Linked DNA regions of Rattus norvegicus: region 2 is linked to region 1. A link is a contact called in public Hi-C data. All regions are on one chromosome and are shown on one strand. The core of a region is the stretch at or near the end of the contact, and the rest is flanking DNA. Distances in the headings are between cores, read along the strand shown.

The links. Hi-C and Micro-C count contacts between places; a contact is called where the count stands out from the background.
Region 2: a contact with region 1 is called in a Hi-C map of frontal cortex, with 2.4 times the contacts expected there. The contact joins two enhancer-like sites. A contact is called at or near these places in 2 of 12 Hi-C or Micro-C datasets (Schwann cells and frontal cortex).

What each region holds. Positions count from the first base shown.
Region 1 is chr2:32,478,057-32,484,898 of GRCr8, reverse strand. It overlaps Mrps27 (mitochondrial ribosomal protein S27), which reads right to left. Exons shown (of 11, transcript NM_001199192.1): 2 at 6,715-6,792. Among named protein-coding and RNA genes, the nearest start is that of Mrps27, 7.3 kb to the right of the region's middle. Within about 2 kb of position 2,543, at least 88 of the 93 cell types and tissues checked have an H3K27ac peak or open chromatin away from gene starts, as enhancers often do.
Region 2 is chr2:33,119,978-33,126,830 of GRCr8, reverse strand. It overlaps Bdp1 (B double prime 1, subunit of RNA polymerase III transcription initiation factor IIIB), which reads left to right. Exons shown (of 39, transcript NM_001402161.1): 35 at 1,023-1,227; 36 at 4,366-4,402; 37 at 5,954-6,221. Among named protein-coding and RNA genes, the nearest start is that of Mccc2, 13 kb to the right of the region's middle. Within about 2 kb of position 5,425, at least 23 of the 93 cell types and tissues checked have an H3K27ac peak or open chromatin away from gene starts, as enhancers often do.

The DNA.
Region 1 (6,842 bases), core at 1,294-3,793:
ATTACCTTAGAAGAAGGACAATAATCTTTAAAAAAAAAAAAAAAACAGAAATAGAGGATCTAACTTCCATACCAGTGGGATGGGGTAATGTAAGACCCATTCCCTTCTAGCTGAAGCAGGAGAAGGGGAGAGGAGCCTCTCTGCAGTCAGGTGACTGAGCGGCTTTCCCACACCCCACCAGGCTCCCACCTGTCCCCGAGCATACTTCCCTGTCAACTAAGACAGATGCCCTGAGGCATACAGCAGGTAGGAGCTGGGACTCCATAAACTCACTCACCTAAACTCAAAACTGTCTAGGCAGGAGGTGTGCCCATCATAGGAACATGCCTCAAGAAAGCGTCTCGCTGTATCTAAGGGAATTTAACTCCCCAAATAGCACTCTCAGAGAGCCCTCCAGGCTGCAGTCCATCACCACCTGCTACTGTTCTGTGGAAAATGATTGCTCAGCGAGGCAGGAATAAAGTACACTGTAACATTCCACTTTGAATTAAAACTGGAAAAGCCCGTTTGCCTTCTGCACGACTCTCCAGTGTTCTACCACCCCAGGGCCTGGAGAGACCACTTGGGTAGAGATGACTGCACTATACATTTCCTCAGGCAGGAGGCTGAGGCAGGGATGGAGGGGGTGTGGGCATTGGGGGAGGACGTGGGGGGGATCCAGGCCTTGAGCTCTCCACCCATACTCAACTGCAGCTGGTGTTTTCTGAAACTTGACCTTGGGTTTGTTCCTGCAGCCTTTTCCTCCACTCAGCTCCATGTTGTAACGTATCATCTCTCTTAAGCCACTAAGTAACAAGCAGCCAAAACCAAGTACCCAGAAACCACTACCTGGCTCTTTGGTCAAGGGCTAAAGCTGCAGTAACCACGGAAAAGGACAACAGTCGGCCCGTGACACAAATGGTGGGCTGAGCCCTCCTAGATCTGTAGGAAAAACTATGAGGCTCTGGGCCGTGTGGACCCTAGAGTCAGGCTGTGAGGACCTCCTAACAATCTTGATTCTTCCAACCCATGACAACAAAAATAAAAGCAAAAACAACATTAATAACAAGGGATAAGACTAACCACAAACAAAATGACCAAAAATAAGTCCAACTAGACCACCAACCATGGAAAAAACAATAACAACAAATAAAATAAGCCCCGAACCCGATCATATTATTTTTTACAGCTAGGACAGATGGGAAACTAGACACATTCATCACCAGCAGAACGATGCAATCTGCAAATCAAGAGTGTGAGATGCTCTACGAAAGTGAGTTTTCGCAAGCGGGACATGTGAGTGTGTCATGCGGGATGTGACACGTAAGTCCTCTGTGAGTGAAGAACGCATGTTTAACACATGATGAAATGGGAACATGCAGTGTTTAAGGATGCCATTATAGTTTTCTTTAAAAATCGACTTTGAAGGTACATATCAAAATACATATAAAATGACTGGGTGGCAGCAATCTGATAGAGGGGTACAGCATATAGATGAACTCGAACTAATACTGTTGAATCTGGTTTACTCCCATGTTTCTACAATTTTTTTTTTATTAAAGAGTCAAGAGAAAGCACAACTGTATCTGTGTGATTCAGTTGGTTCCTTGTTCAATTAGAGCATTAAAAGTATGTTTATAAGAATACCAGAAATCGGTCAGGTGTGGTGGTGCACACACTCAATCCGGGGGAGGCAGAGGTAGGTGGATCTCTGAGTTCAAGGTCCTCCTGACTACCAAGGCTTACAAGGTGAGACCTGGTCCCTCCCAAAAAAACAAAAACAAACAAACAAACAAACAAAAAACAGTAACAGAAGCTGATTATTTCATATACCTTTATATACAACAATGGCTTTAAAAATGTCTTATCTTGGGCTGGGGATTTAGCTCAGTGGTAGAGCGCTTACAGAGGAAGCGCAAGGCCCTGGGTTCGGTCCCCAGCTCCGAAAAAAAAGAACCAAAAAAAAAAAAAGTCTTATCTTTTTTAATTATAACACACACACACACACACACACACGCGCGCGCGCGCGCGCGCGCGCGCAGGATCTGCTTCAAAACAGTCCAAAGGATTAGGAAGGGGAGCAGACATAAGCTGATAACAGCCGAAAGCAGATGGCGGATGCTGGGGATTCTTTACAGCATTGTCTACTTTCCTGTTTTACACTTTCTCGTGTAAAGTGCTAAACTGCTTTTAGAAAGCAGCCTCTGGTGTTGCAAATCAGAATTTCGGGTGTCTCTGAAGAAAGCCAGGAAAGACAACCCAGTCTCCAGAGCGGGAAGGATGCTCCAGCCTCCTATGCAGGTGTGCTCACTTTGTGATAATTCACTGCATAGGATCTGCCTTTCTGAATGCACAAGACAATGCAACAAGTAGCTTTCAAGAAAATAGAGGCAGCATTTTAATGCTCAAGGATCCTAGGCACCCCTGAAACAGCCCTCTCCGGGGACGGCGGGCGGAGCCAAGAACGCCACACCCGCAGCGGCGCCAATGAGGGCCACAGGAGCAAATGCCTCATATCGGCCCTCCTCCCTCCTCCAATCAGCGAACCCGACCCGAGCACCTCACAGCACTCCCAGAGCGATATCCAATCACCGCGCTCCACATGAGCGCACGCTCTCCCGCGCCTCAGCACAGACGGAAGGGCGTTTCTCGCAAGGACCACACTGCCATCTACTGCCTGACCTGCGGAAATGCAGGAAAGGAGCACCTGGAGCCCTGCTCAGAATCAGAGCTCAACCCTAGCAAACTCAAGCAGTCATGCTATGCAGAAAAATGTGCATCTATGAACCAGAGGAGGTAGCAGTTACACAATGGGAAAAACGTACAGCCTCCGAAGGCTCCGTTTTCTTCCAGGCAGTCTGAATTCCAAACTTTACTTCACATCAAATATACAGAGAGACATACAGAGGGACCCAGGGACTCATCCATTCCACATATTTCTAGGATGAATGTTTAGGAACTAGGCAGACATCAATCATCCCTAACATAACTATAGACATGGACAGTGGTGACATCCGGACACAAACCCAGTTGCCAGCCTTGGGTGCAGAATCCACATCATGCTACTGCGGGAAGGCACAAGACAAGCTACAGAGTAGGAAAACAGTTCTGACTGGAGGCAGAGGGGCAGCAATGACTGGTAATTTACTCAAGCACTGGTCTCAACACGGAAGAGACAATTGGCTCCCTGTGATATTTATGTGTAACAGATTATCATCGTACTTTTTGGCAAACTTATTCATGTGACCAGGACAAAGCCCTTTAGGTTTGTGCCCATATGTCTAAATGATCTAACTGCACCTAACACAAGACACCAACAGTGGCTGGCCCCATTTCCTCATCTTTCCTCCATACCTAGGGAAATGTTTAACCATAAGCTTTCCCAGAATGCATCACTCCTTTATTTATAGTTCCATAGCACTGTGGATTTATTCACATATGGCACATGAGAACGATCTTTGCTATATAGCTATTTGAAGCCACATTAGAATTATCCGAGTGCATGGCTTCTAAGAGAAGAATAACTGAATTCAGAGGACATCTTAACGTATGCATAGATTATTTTTAACTTTCACGATGACCAGAGAGCTGCTACTTTCTAGATAGAAGATATTGTATAACATGCAATGCTATGACTCCCCACAAAGCCCTGCCTCTGTTGGGAACCGAGCTCTAACCATAGAAAGGAGACCACAGCAAAGCCAGGGAAAACCCCGTGCAGATGAATGGGAATTTGAGCTATTGGGTAAGAATCAATGACATCTAATGCCTAGCTCCTGTTTCTAATACAACTCACGAGCATTCCCAAGGAAGGGCTGAGTCCAGGCTAGGGAAGGGAAGGTACTAAGCCTAGAACACACTGTTAAGCAAGAAGGAAGCAAGTGGTGAGAAAGAGGACATGGAAAATAAACTGGGAAAATATATTGGCCAGGCAGCATGGGACACTAGACTCCAAATAATGACAGCAATGAACCAGTGGGGAAAATCCCAGCAATCAACAACCGTCAACACAAAGTATGACCACAGATACATGAGAAGGAAACAGGAAAGGAAGCGAGGTCTGCGGCCTAAGGGGAACACACTGGTGCCAACTAGTAAATAGGCAGGGCAAGTAGGAGGTGGAGAATCGCCACTCTGCAACCTTTAGGTGTAGACTGACTCAGGCATGGACGGAAAGAAAACCTACGGGAAGACTTGAGATGCAGCAGGACACCATCGTTAAGTTAAAGGTCTCCCTGCCAGTCGAGAACACCCGCCAGTGTTGCAGCTGAGAACTCATGTGACCAGGACATGGAGCTGATGTGTGTAGGGGAGGCGGAGAGTCACCAGCTGTGTCCGCATCAGACACCCAGACAGGATCACATTGCCACAGAGTAGTGTGCATGGGAAGCAAAACTGCAACTGAACCGTAAAGAACGGTGAGAAAGGCCTGAGGAATAAAAAAGGGTAAGGAATAATTTCAAATTAAGAACACTTGACTTAAATGCAACATGAACCCAGAATGCATCCTGTATTAGAGGAGGAAAAAATTTGATAAGGGGCATTTTGAAGTCAAGTGACAAAAAGCAAGAAAAAAAGCATTAACGAATGAACTCAATAAATGTGCTGTGGGAGATGACGAGTGTGTATACTGAAGAATTTGAGACTGAAGGCTAGGATGGGTGAAACAGTATCTCAGTTAAAAAACAGCATGTGCACACCTCTCTGACAGGGCGTGCGCACACACACACACACACACACACACACACACACGCACGCACGCACGCACACACACTAGAATGAGAAAACAAAAACATCAAAATGAAAACAAAAAGTGAATATGGGCGAAAGGTAGAGAGGAGCTCAATAATTTTTTGTAGGTTGAAAAGTCCTTCTAGGGGCTAGGGTATGGGCCAGTGAGTAAGAGTGAAAATCTGGGGGCTGGGGATTTAGCTCAGTGGTAGAGCGCTTACCTAGGAAGCGCAAGGCCCTGGGTTCGGTCCCCAGCTCCGAAAAAAAGAACCAAAAAAAAAAAAGAGTGAAAATCTGAGTGTGAGTCCCCAGTCCCCACATCTAAAGTCCAGAATGGTTGTGTGCAGGCCTACAGCCCACTCCTGCGGGGTCGAGGTGCTGAGCTTGCCTGGATTTGTTGGTGCCAGCTCCCCTCCACATTCAGCGAGAGACCCTTTACTACTTTCAAACCTGCTTCTAATTCATGGAACTAATTTCGTTTTAACACATGAACACAAAGCACTTTCATACTTAAAAATAAGCTAGATATTTTTCATTAAATTGACTATAACAATGGACTATAAGTGGACATTTGAGTTATTTAGAACTTTATCAAAAACTGTCCATTTTTAAAGTAAAAATGTCACTCTAGGGATACCTGTGATGTCTGGTTTCCCTAGTAGAGTACATCTGTGCCCATACCCATTGTCCTGTGGGTCAGGGCTGTACATAGAAAATGAGAGAGTGTAGTGACTTCTGAATTACATTTCAGAGTACTACTATAAACCAAACTGCTTCATTTTAAAGTGTTACATTTAGAAAATGTATTACCTTTGAATTTAATCTCCAGACGGTATAAAGTATTGATTTAAAGGCTGCGAGAGTCAGGCTTTAAGTTCCCTATGGAGGGCTTGATCACACACCCTCAGAACCTGCCTAGCTCTGCTTTGGCCGCCCCCGGCCACACACCCCATCTAGAGCTGCTGGCCAAGTCCTCAACTCACATTCTCAAAGGAGACCATGTTCTGAAGCATCCTAAAGGTGGCCAAACTAAAGGCTACATCCCTGCTCTTCTAGAAGAGTCCATCGCAGGGAGGGCTTTGTTCTTATCTAACACAACACAGAGAAACTGAGGAGTTGAGCACACGCAGGTGGGTGGTGGGAGGTGCTAGGTCAGCACAGGTAGACATGCGCACAGCGACAGTCTCAGCCCATCGCCCACCTATTCACTCCGCACCGTCGCCACTGCTTGCGCATTTGGAAAATGCGCCTGTAGGGTCAGCGACTTCTTTTAGGCCTTGGTAATTTATACAAGAAAGGCTGCTTGCAACCTGAACTGTGAAACAGGAACAAGGGAAGCAGAGGGTTCTATGAGCTTCCTGCTCACTATCCTTTCGTGGCTTCCATGACACTGCAAATTTGCTTCCAAATCTGTCACCTGGCAATGACACTATAAAACAGAGACAAGCTGCATGGAAACTACAGTGCAGTGCAACACCAAGGCGGACAACAAAGACGGTTTCAGGCCGCAGGGAACAGCGGAGGTGATCTTCCATAAGTGGACAGAACTCTGTTTAAGACTTAAAATGTACTTCTTTTTTTTTTTTTTTTTTTTTTTTTTTTTGGTTCTTTTTTTCGGAGCTGGGGACCGAACCCAGGGCCTTGTGCTTCCTAGGCAAGCGCTCTACCACTGAGCTAAATCCCCAACCCCAAAATGTACTTCTTTAAGCCACATCATCGTAGAGGTATCTTTTTTTTTTTTTTTTAAGATTTATTTTATTTATATGAATACACTGTAGCTATCTCAAGATACAGCCGAAGAGGGCATCAGATTCCCTTACAGATGGCTGTGAGCCACCATGTGGTTGCTGGGATTTGAACTCAGGACCTCTGGAGGAGCAGTCAGTGTTCTTAACCGCTGAGATATCCCTCCAGCCCCTCACAGAGATATCTTATGCATGTGTCATGTGAGTGTATGATACGAGGTAGGTCGAGTGACCACATACAGTGCATGGCAGAACCTACCCAGATGGCATTGCTCCTTCTCTCTTGCTTCCCACTGGTGGCTGTCCACGTATGCTGCGGAGAGCAGGCATCTTTTACCTGAGGGAGAGATAATCAGATCAGCAGGCCTGTTTCGCAGATCTTCTTTA
Region 2 (6,853 bases), core at 4,176-6,675, 640 kb before region 1:
GGAGCCATCTCCTCAACCCTTTCTTTACTCTGCATGCTTTCAGATAGGGGTCTGTCTGTCTCACTGATTTAGTTAGACTGACACACCAGTGTCTCACTGCTCCTTCTCTCCACAAGAATCAAAGCTCCAAGGTCACAGTCTGGAGATCTCTACTCAGACCTTCCTTATGGTGGGCATTTTCTTGATTAAGCCATCTCCAAAATTCCTTGATTCTAGGAATTTTTTATTTTCCCTTCTGATTTCTTTATTCAAATCTTTGTGCAGGTATATTACTAAATTTCCATGTGTACATCCATTTGATCTTAGTTCAACCTAGCATATTTCCTTGAGGGTGTTTTGTCTCTGGTTGATCTATATTGTTAAGAGTGGGTATGGAAAGACACTATGGCTGTATCAGAGCCTATCTTTCCTTTACCTCAGTGTAACTTGTCTTACAGTCACTGACGTTGTTGGTGATTGCTGTGGAGATCTTAATAATTATGTGGTAACTTAGAGAGTACAATATGCTTTTATATTTGATGAAGATCTCATTTAAATGTATGTAATACTTGAGACATGTATGGTGGCAGATGCCTTTCTTTAATCGTAGCACCCAGGAGTCAGAGGCCAGCCTGGTCTATTTATAGTTTCAGGACATTCAGAGCTACATGAAAGATTCTGTCTCAAAACCAGGAAAAGCCAAAGCCAATCAATCAGTCAAAAAACAACCCAAAAGTGTATCTGCCATACAGTTCTGTTTTGTTGCTTTTGAGACATGAGCTAATGTGATGCTTCTCATCATGTGACACTTGTTTGGTCTGTTATTAGAGAATTAAAGCTTTATAGACAAGGAGAAGGCTTTGTGTTCTTTAAACTTAGTTCAATGTTGTTGAATTTAAGTTCCGAGTCTTTAACTGTAAATGCACACCCCAAACGTTTATCAGCTTGTATTTCTGATACTCACTAGGACTTTCCATTGGAACAGTTACTTCATCAGTCAACTTCTAATTCACTGGTCTTACATGTGTTTGTTTCCTGTGCAGTGGGAGTTTACAAGCCTCTTCGGTTGTTCAGGATGTTACGTGCTCGTCTCCTTCTAGAAGTGGCGATTCTGAAAAGCCTCCTGCTATTGTGGAGCTTACATCTAGGAAGAGGTTTTGTTGCAGTCCTGATGAAAGTATTCATGTTCCTCCTGCCAAAAAGTCCTCAATTGCTCCAGGAATTGATTATCAAAACTGTACCTCTGGGGTAAGATTAGATTATTATTATGTACATACATACATACATTCATACATAATACAACACCATACATACATACATATGTACATACACACTGCATCATACATACATACTACATCATACATACTACATCATACATACATACATACACACACTACATCATTCATACACACACACACATACATACATACATACATACATGCATCCATACTGATCTGTAGACATAAGAAAGGTATTTCTGACACTAGTCATCATATCCAGGTCAAGGTAGTTTGAGATGATCATTTTTAATCAGTTCAAAGAGGTAACCAAACATTAATTAGGAAACCTACAGTGGCTGAAAATAACAAGCTTCCTGTTAGTCTAGATCTTCACTTTGCCACCTGCCTAGCAACTGTGGGCTGTTATAGTTACAACCTCAGGGCTCTGAATAATCTTTCTAATGTGTGAAGATAACAGTAACATTCTCTTCATCGTGCATTAACACTTTTTCTCTCAGGAATAAAACCACACGCTCCAATGCTTAATGTTACTCTGTGTGCATCTCCGTCTCGCTCTGTAGCCACATAGGCCCTCTTTCAGTTCCTTGACTGCTCTGTAATCCATCCTGTCCTAAGGTATTTCATTTGCTCCCCTCTGTGAGGAACATTTCCTTATGAAACCTCACAGACTGAGCCCCAGTCATCATCGACACCAAAAGAAAAAAGGACAGGGAGGGAATTTTCTGTTTTGCTTTGTTCTTTTATAAGTCATTTGACCCATACAGTTAGAAAATAGAAAGTCAGGCTAGAACTGAAAGACTCTTCTATGTATGTGTCATTGTTTACTTATGCACTGCTGGGAAACCAATCTAGGAATGAACTGGTGTGTGTCAGACAGGTGCTCTAGCACTGAACTATACCCAGGTCTGTTGGCAGCCTTTCTGTTGTTTTGTTTTTCTAAGGCAGAGACTAGCTGTGGAACTCAGATTGGCCTAGAACTTGGGGTAGCCCAGGCTGCCCTCAAAATTATGATTGTCTTGCCCCTCAGCCTTGCTTGCTGATGGTGAGATTAGAGTCATGTACCTTCTCCCTGGGTATAGTAAGGTCTTATCAGAAGGGAGACAAAGTTCTCTGATTTGTGTGTGTATGTGTGTATGTCTATCTGTCTGTCTGAAAGTCATGAACCTCCTGGTTTAGTGACAAGAGCAGTGGCGCTCAACCTTTCTAATGATGCAATCCTTTATTTAATACAGTTCCTCATCTTGTGGTGACCCCAACCATAAAATTATTTCATTGCTACTTCATAACTGTAATTTTTGCTGTCATTATGAATCATAATCTAAATATCTGATATGGGACCCCACAGAGGTCACAACCCACAGGTTGAGAACCGCTGTTCTCATGTATTTAGATTATAGGTGTGGGTCACCATTTGTGATCCATACGTTTTGCTTTGCTATAGAAAAGATGTTTTAATTAGTACACTGTGCATTGTGAGGGGACATTGCTCACCACAACTTTTTTTTAAGATTTATTTATTTTATATGAGTACACTGTAGCTGTCTTCATGCACACCAGAAGAGGGCATTGGATCCCATTTACAGATGGTTGTGAGCCACCATGTGGTTGCTGGGAATTGAACTCAGGGCCTTTAGAAGAACAGTCAGTGCTCTTAACCTCTGAGCCATCTCTCCAGTCCCTTTATTTTTATTCTTTAAGGGATACATGTGGGGGCAGGGTAAAGACTCAGTGGGCAAAGTACTTGAGTTCAAGCATGAGAACTGTGTTCAGTGTCCAGCCCTCAAGTAAAAATGCCAGGTATGGTGGCATGTGCTTGTAACCCTGCTGCTGGGCAGACAGAGACAGAAGGATCCATGCATGGGCTCAGGCAGTCTAGGGTTACGTTCAAAGAGGTGACTAGTATTTCTGAGGCTGATCTGAGGACGGTACCAAAGGCAGTCCTCTGACTCCACCCACATTCACCTTACTCCCCACTCATGGAGGATGTAACACACAGATGAAAAACGCATATTGCTATCAGTGTGCTAAAATATGTGTAAGGCTGAAGAGATGTTCTTCTTACTCCTGTTGTTCTTGCAGAGGACCTGGGTTCAATTTCCAGCATCCACATGGTAGTTCGCAAATATAGGTAACTCCTGGACCAGAGGATTTAATGGCCTCGTCTGATCCCCAAGGGCATCTGCACTCACATCATGTACAGATATATGCAAACAAAATATTAAACATAAAAATAATAAGATTTGGGAGAGGGAGAGGGGAGGGGGGCTTATGGGCAGGAAACCAGGAAAGGGAATAAAAATAAACAATAATAAGATTTAAGGAAAAGGAAATCTGCTGGGTTTATTTGTGATTTTATTTTATAAGTTTTGTTTCTTTACTTTGCTTTTCTTTGCTCTTCTTTTCTTTCTTGACAAGAAGGATGTGGCTATATAGCCCAGGCTGGACTCACAAGTCAAGATTATTCTGCCTCTGTGTTCCAGAATGGGATTATAAATAAGTGCTCCCACAGCTGGCTTTCTCTTGCACTATTTTCAACTCAAAGTAGCTTTCTGTGTTGAAAACTGTTTGGTTGAGTCTAAGAGTCTGCAATCAGCCTGACAACCTTGCAGAAACCTTAGTTACATGCCTTTTTTTTAAAGAATGGAGAGTTGTATAGTTTTTCTGTTGAATTATATTAGACTTTTATCTTGTTGTATCATCTTGGCATTTTTGAAGCAGACTACTAATTGACTATTAGTATTAGTTTGTCAGTGGGCTCTTTCTAAAGGTCTTTAAGTTGAGGGGTCAGGGATGGACTTCAGTGGTAGAGCACTTGCTTAGCCTGTGTGAGATCCTGACTTGGATACTCAGCTCCATAAATATGAAAAGAATTGTTTCATTTGATGCCTTTTAAGATTTGGTATCAATATTATGCCCAAGATAAAAGGCATTTAACAGCTTTCACTTTTCCAGTGTGCTCTATCTAGATCAATTTAAATAGCAGCAATATCTTTTTTCCACAAATGTTTAATTTGAGGTATAATTCCACATCTAACTCTAAAGCTTTCTCAGAAATGTTTGTTCTCTGTAGCATGATGGAGAGAATGGAATTTCAATTTACGTAATAAGTGGATTTCTAAAAACTTTGTATATTTTTTTGAAACAGGTATGTTCAGAGGAATTAAATGTTTTTGAGAAAACAGGTGAGTGAAATAAATTTAAATAAGACTGTATTTTGCTAAGTACCCTTGATTTGTTTGTTTGTTTATTTATTTGAATAAGAACCATTAACATGGGTAAAACAGATATCTGATAAACCGTAGATATACTAAATTTTAAGAGGAATAATATCATTGAAAAGGTCCTTATCAATGCTTATTTTTAGAAGTGTTTTCTTATGTTTCACTCTAAGGATTAGAGTAAGACCTTTAATCTATTTTAAATTTAGTTTTATACAGGATAAGAGAGAGCTAACTAGCTCTGTTCTGTTGTTATAGTAACTGGTTTTCTCAGCACTATTTGTTGAAGAAACTAGGCTATCTTCATTGTTTTAGCACCTTTCTTGAAAATCAGGTGTCTGTAGCTACATATTTATTTCTGTTTTATTCTACTGCATTGCATAGCTGTTTTTGTACTAATACATACTATTTCTATTTCTACAGTTCTGTGTTATAGTTGTATTGGTGTCTTTGGGAGAGGGATGGTCTGGTTTATTGTTAATGCTTTCCACGGTAGTTCTAATTTGATTCACCTTTTTGATTCCCAATATTTTTCTTTGTATTCTATCCCTGCTCTTCATACACCTTCACTCCCATCCCCAAATCTCAGTTTCCTTGCCTGCCTTTACATCCATGTTGCTGAGTCCTCTCTGGGTTCCGAATTGGTTCTTTATTTCATTTATTTGGTTCCTTGTGTCTTTGACATAGTAGATCCGTTTTACCAGTAGACGTGAGTTTCTCATGCATTCCCAGCTCAGGAGGAGTCATGCTGACTTGCCTTTTCATGTTCCTTGTGCTTCTGGGTTGCAGTTTGTGCATTGGTGTTTCTAAGACAGTTTTACTGTTTATTCCTGGCTGTCCTTGAACTTATGGCAGTCTTCCTGCCTTTACCTCTGGGTTGCTGGGATTCTGGGTGTGCATCACCACACCCAGGGTCACAGTGTGTAGCCCCAGCTGGCCTGAGACTCACAGAGACGCCTGGCCTCGGGTTCTTGTTTTCGCTGCTTAGCCGTTCTGTGACTGCGAGCTTTTCAGCCGCCCTGTGATCTCATTTTGCTTGGTGTAAAGACTTTTCCCCTTTGGTGTAAAGTCTCCTTTGTTTTCCTGACTTTTGTCTATCCTGGAGTCACGTGATAGCTGTGTTGATTCATTGTTTTGGCAACCTCACTCATCCTCAAGTCATTTTTCTTGATATGTTGTTCTTCAGTCTGTCTGTCTCTGTCTCTCGCTCTCCTTCCTTCCTTCCCTTCCTGCTTGTTTCTTTCTTCCTTCTTGAGATAGGGTCTCACTCTATAGGACTCTCTGTGTAGCCCAGACTGGCTTCAAACTCATAAAGTAGTCTTTCTGTTTAGCCTTTTGGTTGCTAGGGTTACATGCTTACACCGCAGTCCCCTGCTCTAATCGGTAGTTCCTAATAGTCTACTCCACTGACTCTAATATACTGTTCTTGCTGAGCTGGGTTTGTTTTCCTTAAGATACTCCAACTTATTCAACTCATTTAAATATTTCAAATCTCTCTCTATTTTCTCTTTGAAGAGGAGTCTTGCATGGGACAAGGCATTTTCCCTACCTCAGAGAGCACACATGCAACCTCAAAACCTCAAAAGGAACACAGTGAACAAACGTCTCAGAATACAGGGTCATCTGGGTCTCTTGGTGAAATAAAAGATGCATGTGTAGAAAACACCATGACTGAACTGCCTCAGAGTGAGGTAGTATCTGATAAAGAAGAGAAAACGGATCCTGCTTCCAATTCTAAACAGAGGGACAGCGTGACGTCATCTTCAAAACCCCCTCTGACCAGGTATCATTAGAGACTCTGTACTGACTCTCCCTGTTCTCAGATGAGGAGAAACAATATGCAGCAGGCTTGATAGAGGATGACACTCGGTGCTAAGCTTTTCTATAGATGTAGCCTCCATCAGTTGTGTAATGGGAAGACAGTTTAGCCCAAGGCCTACAGAAATAGTCCAGGTATACATTCTGTATGACTGGGGCTTCGCTCTACTAAAACTGACTGGTTAAACAGCAAATCCTTAGACATTTGCACTTCAGTTCCAGTCTGTTTGTGGTCATTGTTTTGATGAATATACCTGGTGTTTGTGAAACAAACATGTAGCTGGGATGAGACAATATAGAGTTGGTGTCGTGTGACTCTGGAAGTTGTTCTATTCATTTTTCAAATAGTGTGTCATTTTGTTTCCTTGTGGCTTTCAGTATGGTTTCTCTTTAGGTCCTTACGTACTGCCGCCACTCATTTTCACATACGCACTTGAAAGAAGCCTTTAGGGGAATTAGTAATTACTGTTGTCAGCTGCATCAGAAACTTTAATTTGGTAAACTAAAAATAACAGGCACTAGCTTTCACTAAAGGGAAAAGACACGTATATCTTTAAAAGACTTATTTCAAGCTCAGCATGGTGGAACTTACCTTTA